Regions from separate parts of the Mus musculus genome. Here region 1 is linked to region 2. A link is a contact called in public HiCAR-type data. All regions are on one chromosome and are shown on one strand. The core of a region is the stretch at or near the end of the contact, and the rest is flanking DNA. Distances in the headings are between cores, read along the strand shown. Region 1 overlaps Cdk14 (cyclin-dependent kinase 14). Region 2 overlaps Akap9 (A kinase (PRKA) anchor protein (yotiao) 9).

The links. HiCAR-type assays count read pairs that join an accessible place to other places.
Region 1: a contact with region 2 is called in a HiCAR-type map of kidney, with 4 times the contacts expected there. The contact joins two enhancer-like sites. A contact is called at or near these places in 1 of 39 promoter capture datasets (liver), 1 of 15 datasets of contacts at CTCF or cohesin (the NIH/3T3 cell line), 2 of 484 Hi-C or Micro-C datasets (embryonic fibroblasts and ventricular fibroblasts) and 1 of 115 datasets of contacts at active chromatin or transcription factors (kidney).

What each region holds. Positions count from the first base shown.
Region 1 is chr5:4,915,051-4,921,681 of GRCm38.p6, reverse strand. All of the region lies in intron 12 of Cdk14 (cyclin-dependent kinase 14), which reads left to right. Among named protein-coding and RNA genes, the nearest start is that of Fzd1, 160 kb to the right of the region's middle. Within about 2 kb of position 4,586, at least 31 of the 459 cell types and tissues checked have an H3K27ac peak or open chromatin away from gene starts, as enhancers often do. A contact at or near this core is called in kidney, where this site is marked.
Region 2 is chr5:4,078,210-4,084,076 of GRCm38.p6, reverse strand. It overlaps Akap9 (A kinase (PRKA) anchor protein (yotiao) 9), which reads right to left. Exons shown (of 48, transcript NM_194462.2): 48 at 3,873-4,418. The coding sequence ends at 4,381. It overlaps Cyp51 (cytochrome P450, family 51), which reads left to right. Exons shown (of 10, transcript NM_020010.2): 10 at 774-3,403. The coding sequence ends at 952. Among named protein-coding and RNA genes, the nearest start is that of Gm40260, 3.9 kb to the right of the region's middle. Within about 2 kb of position 3,041, at least 13 of the 459 cell types and tissues checked have an H3K27ac peak or open chromatin away from gene starts, as enhancers often do. A contact at or near this core is called in kidney, where this site is marked.

The DNA.
Region 1 (6,631 bases), core at 3,337-5,836, 840 kb before region 2:
GAGTGAAGCACATTTATCACTTGAAGGCTAAATACTCCTTCTCCCCCCCCCATTTCTTTCATTTCATCTGATCTTACAAAAATAGTTTTATTTTTTTATATGATGATTAATAAAAAGGTTGCTACTATGTCCTGACAATCTTAATTTAGTCCCCAGAACCCACATAAAGGCAGAAGGAAAGAGGGCTCCACAGAGGTGTTCTCTCACCCCACATGCTCATAGAGGTCCACACATGCCCACAGACAGGGTAATAACAAGCATGTAAAATATATTTATTGGTTTGAAACTTGACAGAATAGGAAAATTTGAGTTTTGCAAGTCACCCAGGAGTCTTTATGGCAGTTCAACCTGTGAGCGGAACACCGGACGCTGGAGGACAGGGTGAGCCACCCCTTTAGCTATCACATCACATTTCAAACACCCCACTGAAGGCAGCCTAACTGCAGCTCCTTCCATTAAGTAAACATGTTCTCTGTAGAGAATCCGGTGTAACAATCTTACTATGTATTGTTGCAACATTTTAATTTTGGGCATTGACAATAAAAAATTAAGAAACATTTTGTACAAGAATGCTTTTGATCAGTGCTGTCAGCAGAGATGCTGGACAGCTGATAGAGAGAAACTCTTAGGATGGCTATGTTATGTTCTATAGTAATTTGAAGGATTTAACCAGTCTTATTTTAATTAATCGTGTCTTTAGAAGAGTGGCTGGTATGATCACTTTTCTCTACTACAAAGCTTTTTAAAAAAAATAATGCATGTAGCTCATTTTAATTATTAGGATATGTTCACTGTACAAGGTGATAAATTTCGTGATACTTTTCTCATTTACCCTCTACATTTCTCATGGCTAATCAAAGCTCCATTATATTTGCATACCACCTTTTCTTTATCTCTCCACATGTTGGTGGATGGACACCAAGGTCAGTTTAAGTTGGCTGTTATGAACCGTGCCATGCGAACCTAGCTGAGCGAGTGTCTCTGTACTGCGTGTGCTCCTGAGGGTAGTATAGCTGGATCTTATGCTGGCTGTTTTCACTATGTAAAGGATGCGATCCCTGGGAGGCACACCCTCTGCAGGCTGCATTCTCAGTTAGTCCTGTTGCAGGAAGATGGGAAAAATGGGTGGACTGGAAACCATGAAACTAACAAAATATGTTAAAATCAGAAGGATAATTATGGCGTGTTTTTTGTTATATCTAGATTTTACATACACACACACACACACACACACACACACGAGCATGTGAATGACATGACACACACAAGAGTACCACAGGGTGATTCTTCAGGAAGAAGAAAGGACTGTCTGGGTAAAACAGGAAAAACAGGAAAGGATAATATAGATGTATAGGGTAATGATGAATTTTAATAAAAATATGAAATCCAATCACTTTGTACAATGCATATATGCTAATAATAACTATTTTTACCTTGTAGATTTTTTTAATTTGTAGAAGTTCATAAACTGAAGCAATTTCTGCATTCTCTTGTATTATAGTAATGAATTCAAAATAATTTCCAATAATTGAATTTATTTGGAATATATGTGATGATGAGCTAGTCCAAAAAGTAGTTTGCCATTAATTAAGGTACAAAATTAAATAACAATATTTAAAAAGTTAAAGCACAAAATTAAGTAACAGTTTATTTAAAGGTAGCATTATCGAAGTTGTGGAAGCTACTGGAGGTGTTAGCCTGCCAAGGAGTTCGGGGACTTCTTGAGCTAGCGAACCTTCAATCTAAATAGCTATCAAATAATCCTGTCCACTTTGGAACCACATCTGCCCTAGCTCACACCAGCGATTTTACTTATATCAGTGACCATGAGCATGATTTTACCTTCTGATATTTTTTAATATTCTATAATAATAGAGCTGTGGTAGAAGATATAAAAAGATGCAGTAAATATCCAAACTAAAAAGCTTAATATAAATTAAGTACTATCAGTTTAAGAATGTTTAATGATTACCATTAAAGGAAAGTAAGCCCTTTTGTTTCCTCATACCGAAAGTGCATGATCCAGGAAGCTTTCCCTGCTTAAAGGGGATTTGGGGCTAAATGCAGATAAATCTGAATTTCATAAAAATATGTCCTAGGCTTTAACTGTTCCAAATAGTCCATTTTATTTTACTGGAATTATGAAGACTCAGCTATTTCTCTTGTAAATCTCCCTATTTATAGTTGTCTGACATTGGCAAATATGTGCAATTCACCAAGAATTTCAGCCACTTAAAAGATCTTTTATTATTTTGGCTGGAGAAGAAGGCTTAGGATCCAGTCTCCAGCAAAGCGAAGGGTGCGAATCCAAGAGCGCATTTGCTTGCCTTGGGACTTCTTAACAGCTGGACGAGTTGGGAGGTTTGAACGTTTTGAAAAGAGAACTAAGGGCAAACCACTAAGTCAAAGAAGACACATCTGGAAAATAGAGCTCATGGCTGGGAAGGCGAGGCCCACGCACACTGAATGGGGTCAGGCCAGGCTCGTCCCCACCCTTCCCCGAAAGTGCTGGTCCCGCAGGTGATACATGTGCTCATGAAGCACAACTGGATTTTTCCTGAGAATGTTGTAGTTGGTGTTAGTAGATGTGCAGTAAATACCAAGGCCATGGTGAGGCTACCTTTGGGTGTGAAAAAATAGAAAAGGAAACACTTCCCTGCTGGGCTTCTATATCCGAACAGAGCCATAAGCCCTAATTTGGAAATTTTAGAAATAGCCCAATGTTGTGTTTTTGAGCTTTCCTTGAATATTTTATCCAATTTGATGTTTTACCTCCAGAACATATTTTAAAGATGACCTGCTAGACAGGTGTGCTATACGTGCACAAAGCATTAGATAGGAAGGAGTGTTTGGAGGGACAGTCTTTCCCTTTGTATATTTATGTTAGGGGCACTCTACTGTTTTTCTTGCTATGGTACCTCACTGGATCATTAAGATTTAAATCAGCACCTTCTCGCGAAGCAGAAAGATCATCTTTCCCACTTTGACACCTTCGAAGTTGACTTAGAATGTACCTAACAAAGCAATATGCTATGAAGTAAGTAGGTTAGAGATGGACATTCCTGGCCAGCAGAGCAATCCAGTGAGGTAAGAACACAGTCTGGACACTAGGGGGAGCAGCTGAGTCAGCCAGATCTAAAAGTCATCCACTCGCACATTTTGTTCAGTCTTGACGACTTTTGTTATAATTCTATTTACTTCAAAGTAGTTGTTTTAATTTATTTAGTGCCTGGAGAGTTCCCTTCATAATATTTCGAAGAAAATTATTCTCTGCATCATTGATTGGCTTTGAGGTAAGGGAGTATGGGGTGGTCAGCTCTAAAGCTGACATTTTGGAATCATATCCTCTCACAATTTGAGGATGGCTGCAATTACCAGCTGCCTGTTTGTGCAGATTTCAGTGCAGCAATAGAAGGATGTGTAGAGCCAGTCTAGTTTCTCACCACATTCTGTTCTCTCGAAAATGTCATTTTCAACCTGTAAGCAAACAGCTGTCATATTTGGTCTTGGACACACATGAGTGGTATGGCTTCAAGGCCCCAGAGCTCCCCTGCTTGTTCAAACACCACTGAAGCAGCTCCTGGGGACATTCGTCTTCATAATAATGACTCATTAGTTTGGGTCCTCAAAGCGTTGTGTGGCTGCGCACCAGGCACATCCAGGGAAGTCCCTAGGAGTTTGCAAACAGGGAGTGCTGAGAAGAAATGGGAGATGATCAAATAGTGAGAGATACTGTGTGGGCCCTGGACCGTGTCCTAGAACGCCCAAACCCAGATAGAATTGGATTGTGTGAAAACATACGGTTGGGGCCAGTTCTGTGATAAAGAGAACTAGCTGAAGGGTTTTCCAATTACTGATCAGTAATAGCAATATGAAAACAGGGTGAGAGGCGAGTGATCAATGCAATTGAAAAATTATGGCTTGGGAAATATCCCCCTGTGAGTCCTGTGAAAGGAGTCCAATTGTGGTATACTTAGAAATAGCCAGGTTTTATTTGTTCTTATCACATCTTTGGGTAGAAAGATCTCTTTCAAATTTGACATCCTTCTCAGCCTGGGCTTTCATGCAGCAGAGAGCAGGACAGAGTGGAAACCTGGTTACAGTCCTCGATGGAAGAAGAAGATGTTTCAGGATTCTGAGCACAGTCTTCCAGCTCACGCCTTCCTTGAGCATTACTGGGGACTTTCCTGTTGTAGGAGGAAAGTTGGATTCACAGCTAAGTACAAGGGGATGGCTCTGCCAGTCACCCACTCACTTCCTGCAAGTCAGCCTTCTTAGCTCCTCTGCGGGCTCTCACTGCCCTGAGGGACTTAGACCCTGATTTTATTTTGTGTCATAGCCAGATTTCTTCTCCCCTTTTGGGGGGTAGCAAAAACCCATTGTCATTAACGGTTCCTGGGGGTGGTTGAGGGCAGGCCCCATGCCGTTGGCTGTATGTCAGGTGACAGGTTTTGTTCTTCTGATGGACAGGAAATAGCTATCTTCTCTCTTGCTAATTGGCAGTTTGTGCCAGGCTTGGGAGTTGGCAACAGTCATTGTTTTTCATCCTTTGGATTACATTTTGGCCTCTTCATCCAAAAGTACACTGGCTTCTGGTGTGGTTAATGCCGTCCTTCTGCTGGGCAGCTCATTAAGGACGAGCACCCAGCAGTAGTGTCTGAAGCTCCCAGAGCTCCCGGGGGCAGGTAGGCTGCCAGGAGAGGCCTTTCCTGAGCTGTGTCCTGAGCAGATTCCAGCAGGGCTGCTCTGCTTCTGCCAGCATGAAGTGGCAATTGCATTCTTTGACCAAGGTACCAATGGACTAAGAATGTTGTCTAAAATTGTGATCCCACCCTTCTGGGAGGCAGCACTCTGAATGTCTGCAGCACAGAAGGCAGAGTCACATGCAGACTAGGTTTCTCTCTGTGTTCCAGCGTGAGTAGCCTTGGTCAGTGGTAAAGTCCAGCCACCGTGGAAAGTAACATATTGACAGCCTTGAGGCAATGAGTAATAAACAGGGCATCATAGGAAGCCATTCTGTTTACATGGCGGTAAAGGATTCCCTATGTAGTCATGAGCCGTGGGTGAGGCAGAGCAAGCCCAGCCCGCGCTAGCTCAGATATAATCCACTTTGCCTGCTTCAGAGAAGATATGCTCAAAATTATGCATGAGGGAGGAATCACTGTCTGTTCTTAGCACAGAGTTTTAGAAGAGATTATGCTCAGGAAGCCTGGTAATAACTGAAAGTTTGGCTTGACATTTCTAATACAGACATCAGCAGTACCCACTGTGGGAGCCACTAGATTGTCTGCATGGAGAGCTCAACTTCAACTCAATTTGAATTTGCTTGACTGATATGTAAAGAGTCACATGTAGCTAGTGGCGACCATATTCAGTAACACAGTTGTAAATCCATATGTGAAGTATTTGCTTATCGAATGTATACCAGGCTTATACAAGCATGGGCATAATGTCTAAGAGACATTGCATTTTACACCTAGATGTCTGGAGATCTTCCTTGGTATACGTGTGTGTGTGTGTGTGTGTGTGTGTGTGTGTGTGTAAGCCAATATACTATATATACACTATATATACATATATATACATATATAGTATTACCAAGTATATACTTATATTGTATATTTATAAATGTAGAGCGTGTGTGCATATATATAAAATGTCTATACTGATAAACACTCTGAGAAGGCTGTAGCTCTTGAGTATAATAAGTCTGCAGAGGAAGAGTATCAAAGAGAATGGAGAAGACAACCCTCTCCCACCTCTCCCACCTCTTCCGACTGCAGGCGCCATGCCGTTCCCTCCTGAGCGGCTCTGCCTCTTGCCGGTATCTCTTGCTTTCTCCTCCGTGTGTTCTCTGTCTCTGTCCTCTGTTGGGAACTGGCAGGGGTTAGACTCACAGCTCTCTCCCCTTGCTGAGCTCCCTGAAGGATTCACCTCTCTGCTGTTGTTCTAATCCCCTTGATCTTCCTTCACTACGCTCAGAAAATATGGCAGACGCCAGCTTCCTGCTCGCCACAGAGGAAATGCTATAGAAGAGGGCTCTATTTTCCAAATAAACCTCCTAAATTGAATGCAGGTCCCTCTCACCGCACCCTCTGTATACATATATTCACATTTAAGATTTAGAGTGCTGAAAATTGCCACTTTTTATAATATCACGCATACACAGAAACACTGATGTTTTAAAAATACTGTATTTAGAAGCTCCTATAAATTGATCCCTTTCCTTAACACTTCTTTGCATACTTTTCTGTTGATGAAGAAATGTTTATGAATTTACTGACTTTGCTGCCTCAATATGCTTCAGAGTGTGGAGAAAGATGATTTTAACCAGCAGTGTCATCCTTTGCCTGCCATCATTGGCGTATACAGCACCCTGGTTGGCTGTGGTAAAAACAAGATGACCCGCTCACTGAGAGCCTTTCCAAGGGTGTTTCTCAAGGCTTGTCTTCCTCTTACAATGAGAGTGCAGTTACCGAGCTAACCATGTTGATGTGTGTGTGTGTGTGTCTGTCGAGTGGACATGGTGGTCCTGTACACCTAAGAATATGGCAGTCAACACCTATTATTAATAGGAACCAAGAGTGAGCAGAGAAGAAGGAAGGCTGCCCGTTTCGGGCATGAATGACAA
Region 2 (5,867 bases), core at 1,792-4,291:
GTTTCCTGACCTTTACTAAGCATCAGTGACTTTAGCTGTGCTTCTTTGGAATTCTCGAGGATGGTGTGTGAGAGAGATGAACTTTGTGGTTCTCAGAATCTCCCTACCATCACCTTTGAGTGTCTAGCTATCTCAGCACTTTCTTGCTCTAAGTACCTTTGTTGAGAACCTGGTAAACCATCGGATTATTTGGTTTTTTGCTACCCAGATCGCCATCAGATTATTTCTGGGCTCAGTGTTGTCTCTCTGGTTTCTTTGTTGATCCTTGCCCACTGGTTCCTGCATCTTTAGTCACATAGTCAGGTTTGAAACCAATCTAAATTCTTCAGAATCCATGCTGAAGGTTGCTCTGGCCTTGCATCCCTGTGCATTTGAGGATCCGTCAGCTTCTGTGTTTGTAGATTTTGATTTCAGTACAAACATTATTTTGGGTTTATTAAATTCCCTTCCATTAATGATTAATGGGCCTCTGGAATTTTGACTGACAGGTTCACAGTGATATAAGAGACCTTTGGACCTATATCTCACACTTTCCCAAGCTAGAATCCCGTGTCATGATTTGAACCTTCTAAAAATAGCATCCTAGTCACCCATGTTATCCTCTAACACTGGACATACCTGGACTTTTAAATAATTTAGATTCTCACCTTATGTGCAGGCGTCACCTTTTATACTGTTACAGATTTCCTTCATTTAAGATGAGTACTGTTCCAGGCTGAAAGAAGGAATGAAGATTTTAAAACTTATTCTGATGAAAATTTATTTTAAAACAGGGCGTCATCGTTGTGTTGGAGAAAATTTTGCCTATGTTCAAATTAAGACAATTTGGTCGACTATGCTTCGTTTATATGAATTTGACCTCATCAATGGATATTTTCCCACTGTGAATTATACAACAATGATCCACACCCCAGAAAACCCAGTAATCCGTTACAAACGACGATCAAAATGAGAAGAGGAACAAGAAGCCAGTGTGGAGAGAGGACCGCAAGCCGCAGCTGGCAAAGAATGAAGCCTCTGAGAAGCTCTCGTGCTGTACTGGGTTGAAGAGTGTGGTTCTGAGAGCCAGTTTATGATTTTAATGTTTTATTAACTCGGTGATTTTTGTCAGACCGAATGGCATTTGAAACAGTTTATAGTAGTTTTGATAGGATTTCAGGGAAGCCAAGTTTATGTTAGAAATCATTTGGGGGGGTGTGTCTTGGAATTAAGAAGATATAGAATGCAGCATCCAGGTAATTAACTCCACACATTGCCACAGGGAGATTTGGAACTGGTGTTTGAAGTTTCAAAGCCTTGTCAAATGCTACAAAGGTAATGGGGTCGTGTAGTTGGGCCACTTCTGTGCGTAAAGATATGAAAGGATAAAGGTTAAGTTTACTGCGAAGCTTGAGGTGGAAGTAAACGCTACTTAGATGGTGTGGTGTGTCCTTTGAAATGTTAACTGGAGCACCGCTCCTGGAAGATGGCAGCGATCTTGAACCTTGCCTTGATAACCTTAATTCCTAAAAGTAATAAAATCTAAAGAGTGCTTATGTATGTTACTGGTCCCAAATGGTCACAGTTTTGTGAAAAATCCAAAATCAAATCCTTGTAAGACTTTTTTATTTTAATTTGGCTTAAGGTTTTTTGTTGTTGTTGGGAAGTTTAAATTTACCAGGCTTTTAAAAGTGTCTGATTTTGAGATTAGTGAGTTCTGGCCTTGAGACTGGGGAATGGGAGATGGTATCATTGCCCGTATTCTGTGCTCAGGAGACAACCTAACAGATTGTAACCACGGACCCAACTCTGTGACATGCCCTTAATCTGTGTTAGGAGTAAGAATAGCTCTGTTGCTGGAGTGGTGCTGCACACCTGTAATGCTGTTATTCAGGACCTGCGGCAGGATTGAGAATTTGAGGCCAACCTAGGCTACGGAGCAAGACTAACACACTCCCCAAAATAAAACCTCTTTTCTCTAAAAGTATGTGTACTGGCTGGTCTTAGGCACTTGACACAAGCTAGGGTCATCAGAGAGAAAAGGAAGCCTCAGTTGAGGAAATGCCTCCATGAGATCCAGCTGTAAGGCATTTTCTTAATAAGTGATCAATGGGAGAGGCTCCAGCCCACTGTGGTGGTTCCATCCCTACGCTAGTGATCCTATGAAAGGCTGACCGTGACATGAGGAGCAAAACAGTAAGCAGCACTCATTTATGGCCTCTGCATCAGCTCCTGCCTCCAGGTTCCTGACCTGCTTGAGTTCCTGTCCTCACTTGATGATAAACAGTGATATGGAAGTGTAAGCCAAATAACCCACCTTCACCCTCGGGATTTGCTTTTTGGTCATGGTGTTTCCTTGTAGCAAGAGGAACTGAAACTCCGTTACAGTTTTAAGAGGCTTTTGAAGACTCCCAGTGAAGGCCTAAATCTCTGCTGTTAAAGGCTCCACATTAAAATTCTCTGAGAAAGTTTTACTGGTTTGTATTCATGAATTTGAACTTGTGCTTCAGTAAGTACAGTTCATGAAATCTGGGCATATGGAAGCTTACATCCTATTTGCCTGAAATAGGTTCCTTTTAGTATTATCTTTGGTTATTTAGGTAAGTCACTCTTGTTATCAATGCCCCATGAGAAATCAGGTATTTTCATAACAAGTTACAAAAGTTGCTCACCTCTCAAAAGTGTGCTTGTCTCTTACTGAGTGGTTGTTAGACTTTTAGGTCATAGATGTTACATTTGACGTGTTAGGTTAAAACCTTGATTAAAGTTTGAAGACTGTTTGTTTCTAAGTAACAGATTTTCTTTGCCAGTGTAGATGTTTTGTGTTTATTATTCCTAGAGGGGTTCTAGACTTTGATCAAGTCCCTCCTTTTACTGTGTGGTTGTTAAGACTTTTAAGTCATAGACGTGTTAGGTTAAAACCTTGATTAAAGTTTGATGATTGTTTCTAAGTAACAGATTTTCTTTGCCAATGTAGATGTTTTGTCTTTATTATTCCTAGAGGGGTTCTAGACTTTGATCAGATTGGTAGATTCCTGGCAGAGTTGTGACTTGAGTAAGGCTGTCCTGTTTACTGTCTAGTTTTAGACTTTGACATATTTTCAGTGCTGAGATTTAAAAGGGCTCAAGCACTAGAATTCCAGATTGAGATACTGACCACAGACGAGCTATTAAGTTATTGTGAACAACACAGCAGAGGCTGAGGGCCATAGGGTGTTAGTAGGGTAGACTAGCAGTAGGGTAGATTGGCTGGCAAGCACCTGTCCATCTGCCTTTTCCCGACTGAACTGTCTTGACTTGGCAACTGTATTAGTTTTTTAAAGAGTTTAATGCACAACTTTCCTGCTCAACTAGTTGCTTTAGAATAGTTTTGATATTTTTAGAAAGCCTAGTTGAAATTTGGGAAATAAAATTAGAAATTCCCAGCAATGCACAGCTTTGTGATTGTCTTCATGTAGTGCAGAGACCATTAATAGTGAAACACTCTTTTCCAGATGTAAACCAATACCACAGCTATTTTAGTCAGTGCAGTGCTAGTAGGGAGCCCTCTGGAGAACAGTATTCTCTCTGAGACTTTTCCAATTAGAATTTGGCTGGCTTAGCAGGACGCTTCCTGATTTTTGCTACACTCTTATGGATACAATTTAATATTGAGAGCTGATTTCTGCGTCTAGATTTGTAAGTCTCTTTGGACATAAGAACACGAAATGTAATAAAACATGGACTAATCATAAACACCAGTGCCACCTTAGTGTTGAAAACAGGCACATTAAGAATGTTCTTTAATGAAGGCAGAGCAAAACCACACTTTGGATCCTGAGCTGAGACAAGTAACAAGATGATAGGGACCACGAGTTGTGGCTTAGTGAAAAATCAAGAAGGTTCAACTACAGTAAGGTGAAAATGGTGAGGTCTTTTTATTTCAGTACTTGACAAAATACCCATAAAGTTCAAAACTTTGACCATTATACAAAAATAGGTCTCTACAAGTGATATGTTGTCTTCATCACCAGTAGCAAATATATTAAGCAGAAACATGTAACTTCAGTAGCTTTGTAAGAAAAGCGCAGGGCACCGCAAGGTACTCGTCCAGCAGCACTGTCATTTGAAAAAGTTTAATCTTTTCACCCACCTGATAAATACACAAAGTTTATAATTTAATCACTTAAATTAGCATTCCACAAATATACATGTAATTTAATGATTACTGTGCATGAACACACACACATTGCTTATATACACAAACTCCAGTTTGTCTTCATGTGCTGCTGCTAAGGATTTGTATACAATCATAAGCTGTGCATGTATTGGTCCCATCGAATATTCACAATACAAAAGCACAAAAGAGCCATTGATTTACAAAAGGGAATCTATTTAATATTCAATTAATGTTTCAACGGATTATCTCCTCATGCCAAAGTGAAATTGAGTAGTGGACCCTGTAAAATAGAAAACAAAGCAATTAGACTTTGCCTATATAATGGCATCCAGCTGACATGGGCAGATGGATCTGTTTAACACCATCTCAAAATGTTGGGGGCCCGTGACATTTTTCAGTGGTCAAGGTGCTGCCAAGCCCAACAATCTCTGAGTTTGATTCCTGGAACCCACATAGTGGAAGGAAAACCAATATGCAAATTTTCTCATTGCTACAGCATGGTTGTGCACACACATACACAAATGAAACCTGAAGGTAAATGAAACCTGAAGGTAAAACTTATTTTTTAAGTAATAATGTATGGTGTGTGTGTGTGTGTGTGTACGTACACATGTTTGTGTGAGTGCAGCACAGAATGCCCTAATTCACTGGATCCTGTAGAGATGGAGGTACAGGCAGTTATGAGCTGCCTGAGACGCAGTGTTGGGAACCACAAGTAGGTCTCTAGACAACAGTTTGTTGTTTCTCACCCAAAGCCATCTTCAGCCCTCAGCTTAACTATAGCTCCAAGAGGCTGACTATATTTAGAGGTTACCTTGACTGCCCTATAGCAAGGGAAGCGAGAGAGAATGCTGATGTATTTCATGAGCACTCTTAAGGTTGCTTGAATGAAAAGCTAAACTACCTCTAAACAACTGCAGTCGGCAGTATGTGGTATTAAAAAGAGTCCTTAAAAATGACCAGGGACTGACGAGATGGTTAGGTTAGAAGCACTCTAGAGGATCTGGGGCCCAGCAACCACATGGTAGCTCACAATCATCTATAGGACTCCAGTCCTTTTCTGGCCTTTGTAGGCATCAGCCATGCATGTGGTACACAGACACACATGGACAGAAAACATCATACATACAGAATAACTAAAAACAAGCCAGCAAATAAAAACAAATCCATCAAAGCGGATGGCTAGCCCAGTAGCTTAAACTAAAATGATAGCCTTTGGGCCAGTAGTGAGTGAATGAAGGCAGAGAACTTTTCCTATGATGAATGAAATCTACCTCTACAATAACATATGACAATATGTATATAGTTCTGAGAAGAAGGTAAGATTTTTACAAAATCTTAAAAATAAAAATTACATTTTTTACATCTGTCTGTGTAGGCGATACCTCACCATGCAGGGCAGAGGGTAACTTATGGGAGCTGGTTCCTCCGTTCCTCCTCCTGTGGCTTGGGGTTGAACTCAGGCTTGGAGGCCTTTAACTGCCTTTAGTTGCTGAGTCCTCTCCACCCCTTTATGAAACATGGTTCATATGTTGAGGGGAGATATGATGATGCTTAGTGTCTTACAAGGCTGTCATGTGGAAGGACAATGAGGAGTGGAGACAATGGCAGCATTTCCTGCTTAGGACAGGGCTTGTTCTGCCTTCTACACCTTGCTGCTTTCTTGCTACCTATGCTACTTAGGAACATGTTCTGTGCTGGGCCTCAGAGTCAGAGAACCTTGCAGATG